3 separate regions of the Sus scrofa genome follow, and regions 1 and 2 are each linked to region 3. The links are chromatin contacts, called in public Hi-C maps. All regions are on one chromosome and are shown on one strand. The core of a region is the stretch at or near the end of the contact, and the rest is flanking DNA. Distances in the headings are between cores, read along the strand shown.

Region 1 (3,680 bases), core at 682-3,181, 720 kb after region 3:
ACGTGCAATTACCAGACACTTAAGGACATACTAAACTTAGGAGAAGGGTTATTTCTCTACTGAAGCTGACAGCACAGAGCCAGGAGCCAACTCCCCGCTAAGCTTCCTGGTGGTGGCCAACTGTGGTCAAGGGTCTCGCGGCTCAGCAAAGCCAGGGGCACGGCCTCCCCGCCTGTGTGTCCAGAGCTCGGGAAAGTAAAGATGTTAAGTTTCCACAGGTCTCACAGCCAAACGCCAAACGTCTCCAATGCTTTTAAATATGCGTTTTTACTGTCAGTGAAAGTCTCCATCAAATTTTAAAAAGTTCAACTTACTCATTCCTCCCGAATAAACAGAGAAACAAACCTATTTTGCAACCCAAGTTGAAGGACTAATAGCAGGCTTTTTATTAGAAGAAAAACAAGCCCAGGGCCACCATTCCGTGAAAACTGACACACACGGGAAACTGTGCACGTGTGCAAGCGCTGGCTGTCTATCCGCGTGTGTGCTCCCGGTAACGCCGTGCAGGGCTCGAGCCTGGCCTGACCCGCGACTCCCGATCACGCGTCCTAGTCCCAGGAGCTCTGCAGGCTCCGATCGCCCGGGCGCAGCAGGCACCTCGCCGCCGGCCACTTTCCTGCCAGCCCGAGGCGGCGGGTGGCGGGGCTGGCTGACCACTGCCCCCGTTCGGGAGCTCCCCGGGGCCGAAGGGAGCCTGACCCGCACACAACCGCAGCGGCCCGGGGCCCGGGCAACCAGCCACTCCGTCCGGACCACAGGTCCTCCCTCCGGGACCGATGAGGACACTGCCTTGGTTCTCTCGATCTGCGGCGCGACCACCGCGGCGAGCCGGGGTCATGGCAAGCTTCTGGCCGGGCGGCGGCTGGACGGCAAAGAAAACCGGCGATCGCCACCGCCGCCGCCAGAGTCTCTCCGAAGCAATCGCGCGGGCGCAGCAGGCACGGAGATCCGGCTGGCCGCCGCTCCGGGTGGGAAGGACCGCGCAGCGACCACGCCAGGCGGCCGGCGGCTGCAGCTCCCAACTTCAGGCAAAGTTTTCTGCTGTTGCTCTCAGAGCCGGCGGAGGGCTCCGAGTGGCGCCGACACGCACCCAGGCCGCCAAGGGGCGGGGGCCGACCTGGGGCCGGGCTCCGGAGTCAGCGCCCCGGGCTCGTCCGCTCTGTCCGCCCGAGCGCGAGGTGCCCTCCCTCCCCGCTGGTCTCGCGCCGGGGCAGGGAACTGGCACACGCAGTGCCGGAGCCGCCGCTCCCCAGTCTGGACCCGCGGTCCGCCGCTAGTGCTCTCCCACCCGGGAGCTGCATGCGTCCCGGGCCCCTTCCGGCCCGCACGCCCCAGGCCACAGCGAGTGCGGCCCCTCTTACCTGAAAACGTATCCCCCGCCGCAGTTAGCAAAAGTCCGTACAAAGTCACCAGCCAAGTCCCAAGTCTGCTCATGGTGCTGAGCGCACGCCGGGCCGCTCCCCGGCGGCGCTGGGTGGGCGCGAGGTCCGAGGGCGGCCGGGAGCTTTCCTTCCAAGGCGGCGAGGAGAGCAGGGTGAACACCCAAAACCAGAGCCAGACCCGCAAAGTGCCAACACTTGCAGAAGTCTCAACTCCGGGGGCTCCCGGGGCCGGGGCCGAGGTCCTGGATCCTCCCACCCAGTCGCCAGCCCCGCTCGGAGCTGGAGCGGCTGCAAGAGGGAGCGGAGGGCGCGCCCGCGGAGCCAAAATCCGCCCTCCGTGCCGGCTGCTGCACCCGCCGCCGCTCTCCTTCCCCGGGTAGGGACCCGAGCCGCCGGCGCCGCGGTGGCCGGGGCCGCGGCCGCGCTTGTCCCGCCCGCCGCCTCTCAGCCAGCAGCCGAGCCAGCCCCCGGGCGGCGGCGCGCCAATGGCCGAGCCCGCGCCGGCTGCGCGCGGGGCTCCTGCTCCCCGACTGACTGGCAGTGCCCCGCAGGCCGGCTGAAGGGAGCGCCCACGTCACGGCCGCCCGCGCTGCCGCGGCCCGCTAGAGGGCGTGAGCGCCCGGCCCCGCCGGCCCTACGGGTCCGCGCCCGGCGCTGAGAGGCAGCGGCGCCTCGGGGGGAGCCGGGCGGGGGGCGGCCGCGGGGGCGGTGTCACCGCGCGGAGAGCGGCTGCCGGGAGGTGCCTCGTGCTCCCTCCCGCTCGCGTCCCGCCCCGCCGCGGCTTGGGTTTCGAGGCCGGCTTCCGGGAGGGTGACCGCGCAGGGGCCGCGCGGCGGCCAGAAGTTTGTCCCGGGTCACAGGCCGCCAGGAGTTGGCGAACGAGGCTGGCGGGACGGCGGCCTTGCGGCCCCGCGGGCGGACGAGGCGGCTCCAATCCCGGCGCCGGATGGCAGTGTCCGCAGCGGGGCCGGCAGTCGCAAAGCCGCTCTCCCCCGCGGCTTTGGGCAGGGCGAGCCGGTAGATCGGGAGGCTGCGAGGGGCTGCGAGCTTCTCCGCGCGGCGGGTGCAGAGAAGTTGGCGGACGCCAGAGGAGGGAGCGGCGGCCTCGGGCACCGAGACCCAGCAGCGCGCCAGCCTCCCGACTGGACCACTCGCGCTCCTGCCCCAGGAGCCCTGCACCCGGCGGAGCAGGAAGCGCTCTGCGGCTTCATTGCGCCCCCGCCGTCCCGGTTGGGCCCCAGCGAGCCGCGGGCGATACACGGAAGGTGGCGGTCACAGCGGAACGAGAGTTTGGACCTACGTAACCTGTGATTTGTGTATCTGGTACTAAGTGTTGGGAAATGCGAGAGGAGGAGGGGTGGGTAATGAATCAAATATCTTGAAGTGTGTAATTTACCGTTTGGGTCTGGAATGCCTACTTCATTAAGTGACTAAAACAGTCTTCCAATGCTTCGGTAAAAAGGTTCTCTTTGTGAAATTGCAAATAAACAAATAAAAAGGGGTGGAGTGATCTTTCTATCTCCCGGGGAATACGCACGTCGAGCCAGCTCTGAGCAGCTGTAGACGCTAGGCCTAGCTGACTGAACGCAATGGAAGGCCTGGGAAGAGGTTAAATTAGAAGCCGAGTAAGGACCCGTGAGTAGGACGGGTGTACCAGCCAGAGGGGGGACGCAGGTGTGTCCGGGGCCCTTCTGTGCTGCTCTCACCTGGAGCTTACAAAGACCCAGAAAGTATACTGATCCCACGCTCACCTAGACCCTGTCTCCAGTTGACCCTAGAACCAACAAGCTGTAACTAAGGATAGGTCATAGCTGTCACCTCCCCGGGGGAAAACTGCGGGACTGGAGGATTTTTGCTTTTGGTGCTCCAACCAACAGCTCCTCTTTCTGCTGGAATTCCACTTCTTAGATCCTTTTCAGAAGTGCTCTTTAAAAGGTTCTATATTAATAGTTTACTTCTTAGTACTAGGACCTTACACCGTCCTGCTGCTTCTCTCAAATATGTACCTGTTGAGCCTTATTGCAAAATGAACATTTGAAGAAGGGAGAGGCAGGGCACTCCCATACCTTCAAAGACAGGCAATGAGGGTCTGCAGCATGAACTTGCCTTGTGCTGAGGTCCTGCATCGTTTTGCGTGGTAATGTGCTTTCCAATGGAGCTTTTCTGTTAGGAGGCCCTAGGGGATTCAGATAAAGAGAGAAAAGTCAATCTAGCCATTTTTTCTTCTAAGTTTTTTAAGTTGGGCGAAGAAGTTCAAGATAGCATAGGATTTCACTTGCAAAGTACGTGAATTTTTCA
Region 2 (3,524 bases), core at 350-2,849, 530 kb after region 3:
TTAAGGATCTGGTGTTACCGTGAGCTGTGGTGAAGCTCGCAGATGTGGCTCAGATCCCACACTGCTGTGGCTGTGATGTAGGCCGGCGGTTGTAACTCTGATTCAACCCCTAGCCTGGGAGCTTCCATGTGCCATGGGTGAGGCCCTAAAAAGCCAAAAAAAAAAAAAAAAAAAGAAGAAGAAGAAGAAGAAAGAAAAAGAAATTCTTAATTTTCCTCTATGCAAACAGACTCAATTTCTCTCTTGCTCCTTTGATCAGAAATCCACCTCCTTGCTGTGTATCCCTCCCCAGCTCAGGAGGGCCTCTGGGAGTCTCTCCTCCAGCCTCGCCCCCACCTCAGACCCTGGCCTCAGGACAGGGCATTCCTCCCACCAGCCTGGCCCACCTGCTCTGACCTCACACCTCAGGCTCTCCAACCCTCTCAGGTGCCACCTCCTCCTGGAGGTCTTCCACTTGCCCTCACTCCCAACTTCTGCCTGGGGAGCAGCCTGCCCCCACCCCCAGGCACTGGCCCCCCCACCTCTAGTCTCCTGGAAGCCTGGACGCCCATCATCACTACAGCCCAGTGCCCAGAGTGCACACAGAACATCAGACAGCCGGGGCCACGGAGGGAAGTCTTCCATTTCCTTGGGGCCCCATGGCACAAAGACTAATCCAGGCTTAACTAGTTCTTCTTTAAATGTGCTCATCTCTTGCATTTCTTGGAGTACAGAAAGGCTCCAAGGCACTGAATGGGGAGCCTGCCCCTGTGATGGTCTGGCCTGATGCAGACTGGAGCCTGGGGGAGGGGTGTTACTGAGCCCTGGGACCACACGAATGGCCAAGGCCTTCCCTACACCTGCATCTGTGTGAAGATGGCTTCACGCCACCGTTAGCCTTCTGGGGGCCCAGCTGCTAACACATCAGTGGCCCACCTAAAACTTGTCCCTGACCCAAAGGCCCTGCCCTCCATCAAGAGAGCTGTGGGGAGCTCCTGCCGTGGCTCAGCAGGTTATGAACCTGCCTAGTATCCATGAGGATGCGGGTTCAATCCCTGGCCTTGCTCAGTGGGTTAAGGATCTGGTGTTGCTGTGAGCTGTGGGGTAGGTCACAGACAAGACATGGCTATGATCCCACATTGCTGTGGCTGTGGTGTAGGCCAGCAGCTATAGCTCCAATTTGACCCCTAGTCTGGGAACCTCCACATGCTGTGGGTGTGGCCTTAAAAAGCAAAAAATTAAAATAAAAAATTAATTCAAAAAAGAGAGAGAGGCTGTGGTCTGCTGGACCCAAATGACAAGTCTTCCCCTGGCCTCAGGCCCTCTGGTCATCAGCCCACCCTCGCCCATGGTCCCTTTGTAGCCCATTGTAGCTCAAAAGACTGCAAAACTCTCCCCAAGTGTCACATCAAAATCCACTGTCCCCTCGCCTCCTGACTTTCCTCACTGCAACAATGTGGCCGGGCGCAGCTCCAGGCCGCCTGCACGCAGAACACGCAACACATGGGAGCGGGCCAGCCCCTGGCTTGGAATTTCTCGGCCTGGCGATCACAATGGCCCTGTGGCCCCATGGCCCTGGACTCTGACCCTCACACATCTCACCCCCTGGCTCTGCTCGAAGATTTACAGCATCTGTCATGACTGGCCTGCCTGTTTACTCCATTACTTGGCTTCTCAGAACGCTGAGGATATCTTGTACTATTTCACAGGAAATTAAGCAAGAAACAAACCTATTTTAAAAACACATATTTATAAATACGGGCTCGCTGGTATACTTTTTAGCAAATATTTAAAAAATAGCTAGCTACTGTTCTTCCTTTTTGCCACAGTTTCCAATCAGCCAAGACAGGAATGTAGGACCAATCTAGAGGAGAATATCTACATTCAATGTCATAAACTACTGAAACACATGGTCATGCACAATACACTGGCCCCCTCGAAACACTTAACTATTAAAAAGCAAGATGCTTTGTAAAAAGGGAATGACTCCCCTGACCCTGCGCATTTGTGCATATCAAAATTGGGTCTTTGGAGTTCCTGTCGTGGCTCAGTGGTTAACGAATCCGACTAGGAACCATGAGGTTTCAGGTTCGATTCCCTGGCCTTGCTCAGTAGGTTAAGGATCTGGCATTGCCATGAGCTGTGGTGTAGGTCACAGACGCAGCTCGGATCCTGCATTGCTGTGGCTGTGGTGTAGGCCAGTGCCTAAAGCTCCGATTCGACCCTTAGCCTGGGAACCTCCATATGCCTCGGGAGCGGCCCTAGAAATGGCAAAAAGACAAAAAGACAAAAACAAAACCAAAAAACAAAAAACTGGGTCTTTAATGGAGAACAGACTTGTGGTTGCCAAGGGGGAGGGGAAGGGGGAGGGAGTGGGAGGGGCTGGGAATTTTGGGTTCATAGATGCAAACTCTTGCCTTTGGAATGGACAAGCAATGAGATCCTGCTATACAGCACTGGTCACTAATGATGGAGCATGATAATGTGAGAAAAAAAATGTATACATGTATGTGTGACTGGGTCACCTTGCTGTACAGGAGAAAATGCACAGAACACTGCAAACCAGCCATAATGGGAAAAATAAAAATCATTATTAAAAAAAAAAATGGGTCTTTGAAAACATTATGCCAAGTGAAATCAACCAGATGCAAGGCACCGATACGGAATGACACCACCTACATGAGGTACCCAGAGTGGATCCTCAAATTCAGAGATAGGAAGTAGGGTGGTGGCGGCCTGGGGCTGGGGGAGGAGGAGTGGGGAATTCGTGTTCCATGGGTGCAGAGTACCGGTTTGGGAAGATAAAAAGATTCTGGAGACGATGGAGGAGATGGTTGCACAGCAATGTGAACGTACTTAATGCCACAGAACCATACTCTTAAAAAGGGTAAAGGGTATGGGAGGTGTTTTCACCTCCGAGGGGAGCCCACTGTTGACATTCGAGTTAAAACGAGGCTGCCCAGGGGCCCCGGCTGTGTAACTAATACCTCCCCACAGACCACTGATCTCAAATGGGGTTTTGTGGTTATCACCTGAAGTTATTTTTCTAGATTGCGATGAACATAAACGCATTACTAGATATAAAGCAGATAACCAACAAGGACCTAATAATGTACAGCACAGGGAACTATACTCAATAGTTTGTAATAACCTATAAGGGAAGAAAATCTGAATAATTATATATATTTATTATTATAATATTTATAATATATAAAATACATAATTATATATAATTATAATATATATTATATATAATACAATGCATATATATATATACTCTATGTATATGAATCACTGTGCTGTCCACCTGAAACTAACACAATATTGTAAATCAACTATACGTCAATTAAAAATTTTAAAAATAGAAACAAGCAAGCAAAAATATAATATTTTTTCTAAATGTTGTAACTTAGAAACTGCTGGCAAGTCCAGTCCAGTTTTTTTCACTGCCTCTCATCACTCACTGTTTCAAAGCCACAGGAAACCCATTCCGAGCCTCACCTGGGTGACGTGAGTGAGATGCAGGGCGCATGCCCATCAAAGAC
Region 3 (3,834 bases), core at 1,307-3,806:
AGCAGGATGGATGACTAAGGGTCTTTTTTTACATTAGCAAGGTCTATGGTATGATTTTAAATTAAATAATTTATTTTTTTTGGCCTCCCTGTGGCATGTGGAAGTTCCTGGGCCAGGGATCAAACCTGCACCACAGCAGTGACTTGAGCGGCTGCAGTGACAATGCTGGGTCCTTAACCCACTGTGCTGCAAGGGAATGCCAAGACTTCGGCATTTTAGAAATTGACATTTCTTTATTTTAAAATAATGTTTCCATGAAATGTTTCCTTCCTCACCAGTGCTTCCTGGTGATAAATTATCAAACTGCCTTGGCAAAAGACAGCCTGCTGATGTTTATTTTCTTTTGATACCCAAGGGTACCCACTGTTAAAATTAATAAGCATCATAAGGGGAAGCTGAGATAGTAATAAAAGCTGGAACACGCACTTTTGAACCATTCCGCCCATTTTCTCTCGGCCGAGCTAGCTGTGCTGTCTGCTCTTTGAGTTCAGGCCCTGATCTAAAGCTTGTCACTTACAGCAGAGAAATATGAAAGCCCCGGGCCGGTGCCTGGCTCCCGGCATACGCATTCTGCACTCTGCCCAAGGAAACCGTGTGGAAAATGGCTTAAATAGTGCACAACACGTCCATGAAGGGGACCTATAAATACTTAAAGTGGTGGAGTGCTATTCTTGTGCAATTGCAAAGCCTTTCAGTTCAAACGCTCCATTTAGCGTTCTCTAAAAGGCTGGATCCCGGGAGCCCCTTTTCTCCGGCTCTGAGCACCAGCGCTTCTGCCTCATGGAACGGGGCCTCTCTGTATCTCTGGCTGCCAGTCAGCCAGGGCTTGGTGTGGGTCCAGACAGTGAGGGGTTAGAACACAGCTTTCGAACCCAAACACTCTCGTTCAAAAAGAACACTCGAAAATCACCGATGGCTGGTTCACCAAAGTGAAGACAACAGCATCTCCTACGTTTCAGGATTCATGTTAGGGGAAAACGATGACGCTTAAGAGGGCATGGTCGTTTATCTTCTGACTATCTATGACTACGGAACCTTGAATCAGGGAAACTTAACCCATGGCATCATGAGTTAGAAAAATCAGCGTCCTCCATCCTATTTCTAGGTGTGTTCCCTGAGCGGTGCTGTCTGCTTGTCTTTATAAATGGTTGCAATCTGTCCTCGGAAAAGGATCAACGGGGAAGACCGCTAAAATATTTAAGCTTCTTAAATAATAAGGACTAGATGAAGGCAGGATTATCATTATTATTTCATTAACTGGCTTTCAGGCTGGAGCCGTAACAATATAATGCAGTGCCTCAAACATAATTAAAAACATTAGAGAATTGAACGTCTGTGGGATTTAGGGCAAACTGATGACAAGAAAATGGATTTTAGGAAGGAAAAATCTTGACCAGTTTGGGTGCTGCAATACTTCAGACTTTCTTTTCTTTCTTTTTTTTTTTTTTGGCTAAAGAATTTCTTTCAAAGAAAAAAATTGTGTCAATGAGACAGAAAATTAACTCAGTTCCAGAACAAGTTTACTCCTACAACATGTCAAGTTCAAACTTCCCAGAGGCCCTCTATCACGGCTGGTCAGGCCAGAACTGGAACAGCCCTGCCCTCAAGCAATGAATCCAGCTCCCAGGACCTGGGTGCCAACGCTGGCCTGACAAATCCCTTTAAGAAACGCTTCTAACCCCATTACTAAGATTGAGTCACCACTGCCCAATTTTCTCTTTCTATGTTTAAGAGGAGCTATGCAACAGCCCCATTTATAATTCTGAGCTTTTCTTTTTTTTTGTCTTTTTAGGGCTGCACCTGTAGCATATGGACATTCCCAGACTAGGGCTCAAATTGGAGCTGCAGCTGCCAGCCTACGCCACAGCCACAGCAACACCAGATCTGAGTCACAACTGCGACCTAGACCACAGCTCACAGCAATGCCGGATCCTTAACCCACTTATCGAGATCAGGGATTGAATGTGCATCCTCATGGATACTAGTCGGATCCTTAACCCGTGGAGCCACAATGGGAATTCCCTCTGAGCTTTTCATATCTTCAAATTACACTTTTATTTCCTTTTCATATCTTTACCAAAGAGTTGATTAAAGTAATTGCTGTCCCTTAGATACACCTGTTGGTCTCCCCTGTCATCCCACCATGGCCACTGCCGCCTGTGGACTCCAGGTGGGCTGGGCCAGGAGTGTGCAGAGGCTCTCGGAGGGACCCCAGGTTGTTGGAGGCTGGCGGCCTTTCCTCAGGGTCCCTGGTTGGCTTGCTCTACTCTCGGCTCTGAGAAGCTTGGGCCCCTGTTCACTCTGACTCTCTCCGCACCTCCTATTGCCCCTGAGTCAGGATTACCAACCTTCAGGAACAGCCTATCTTCTGACTCCGTCTTGCCCTGTCACTCCCACCATCTATCACTTCAGGCTGCCTTTTTGGTCTCAGACTATCTTCTGCCCCATCTCTTAACTCCATCTGGATTTTTCAGCATCTCTGGTTCAGTCCTTGCCTGGCGCTGGTGACCTTCTACCAGGGGATAGCACTTCTCAATGTGCCAACAAAGCAAACACAGACTTGACCCTGGGCACGGGCTCTGATGGCTGTGACTCCCGAGTCTCACCTGGGCGGGATCCACGTCATTTAGCATAACCACAGAAGTGCAGTGATAATCCAGGACCAGTCTCCAGAAGTCTTTCACTGTGTTTGGCAAAGGATGCTGGCTGACTATGAAAGCCGAGGGCTGTTTATAGCTCTGCAAACACAAACAAGAGAGATCCAAATATACTCGGGAAAATGTGACAGGAGGAAGCTAACTTATTTTGTACACATGGGAGCTTGTGACATAAAACAGTGAACATATTTAACAATTGTTGAATTCTATCACCATTGTCGATGCCAAAACAGACTAAATATAGACTCATCTACAGAATAACAGTGATAAAATTCTCCTACTTTGATACCAAGAAAACAATAAGTATCCCTTATAATTTTTTTTGTTGTTGTGTGTTTTTGGCAGAAAGGCAATATTGGCCCTATACATAACTATTTTAATGGAGAAAATTTAACTTTAAAAATATGCATAAATAGTTCTGTTTTTTCCTAAAATCTGTTTGCTTGTTGTTTACTTGTGAGATGCTGTTATTTCTTCCTGCCATAAAAGGACACCCATGCTTTTTACAGCTCTGCAGAGCTTCAAACAAGTTTAAATACCTTTTCACTGATATCACACTAATAGAATTCAAATTTCCATATTAGCACTGAAAAGACCCATTCACTTTCCCCATCAATTGACTAGCAAATGTTCATTCAGTCAGAAGCAAAGAGACTGACAGGGAGTAATGAGTTGTGTTCTCTCTGTGCCGATGGGCGATTTTCCCCCCATGTTAATTACTGCCTAAATTAGGAGAAATGGGAACTCAAATAATGCTGCAAACCATATTATCCCACTTCACTGCCTTCCTGACTTAATAGCTGTCTCTTGCTCTCCGGCCAGCAGGTTAAAAATTTCCGTGCTCGGAGAGCACCTGGGACCTGCCTCATTTATCACTCTTCCTGGACTCAGGGTCTCAGGGAGACCAAGACTATGAGCCCGACCCAAAAACAGATTCGGAATCAGAAATGCATGTTGTTGAACATACAGTTTATGTCTTTAAAACAACAACAACAACAACAACAACAAAAACAGGGCAGAGAAGTCCCAAGAGAGGAGGCAGGTGCAGGCCCCTGTAGGGATATCCTCCCATCCCCCCACCCCATCCCTCATCTCACATCCATGAGAGCGGCGTTGATGTAGTTGCTGCTCTCGCCATCGATGGTGATGAGGAAGGGCAGGCAGCGGTCGGGGGGCA

Evidence for each region. A called contact is a pair of places that touch in the nucleus more often than the background predicts.
Region 1: a contact with region 3 is called in a Hi-C map of subcutaneous adipose tissue, with 1.8 times the contacts expected there. The contact joins the promoter of PTPRM here to the enhancer-like site in region 3. A contact is called at or near these places in 8 of 47 Hi-C or Micro-C datasets (embryonic fibroblasts, fetal heart ventricle, fetal skeletal muscle and 5 more) and 1 of 2 datasets of contacts at active chromatin or transcription factors (skeletal muscle).
Region 2: a Hi-C map of heart right ventricle shows a contact between it and region 3, with 3 times the contacts expected there. The contact joins two enhancer-like sites. A contact is called at or near these places in 5 of 47 Hi-C or Micro-C datasets (embryonic fibroblasts, epiblast stem cells, fetal heart ventricle and 2 more).

Annotation. Positions count from the first base shown.
Region 1 is chr6:100,091,035-100,094,714 of Sscrofa11.1, forward strand. PTPRM (receptor-type tyrosine-protein phosphatase mu) reads right to left here and starts at 1,932. Exons shown (of 36, transcript XM_021097712.1): 1 at 1,362-1,932. The coding sequence starts at 1,434. It overlaps LOC106510670, which reads left to right and starts at 1,433. Exons shown (of 4, transcript XM_021097607.1): 1 at 1,433-1,691; 2 at 1,763-1,933; 3 at 1,999-2,698. The coding sequence starts at 1,433. The coding sequence ends at 2,693.
Region 2 is chr6:99,898,447-99,901,970 of Sscrofa11.1, forward strand. The region is part of intron 2 of PTPRM (receptor-type tyrosine-protein phosphatase mu); the gene reads right to left. Among named protein-coding and RNA genes, the nearest start is that of PTPRM, 190 kb to the right of the region's middle. Within about 2 kb of position 1,600, at least 15 of the 83 cell types and tissues checked have an H3K27ac peak or open chromatin away from gene starts, as enhancers often do.
Region 3 is chr6:99,371,680-99,375,513 of Sscrofa11.1, forward strand. It overlaps PTPRM (receptor-type tyrosine-protein phosphatase mu), which reads right to left. Exons shown (of 36, transcript XM_021097712.1): 31 at 3,755-3,834; 32 at 2,607-2,738. Among named protein-coding and RNA genes, the nearest start is that of RAB12, 130 kb to the left of the region's middle. Within about 2 kb of position 2,557, at least 3 of the 83 cell types and tissues checked have an H3K27ac peak or open chromatin away from gene starts, as enhancers often do.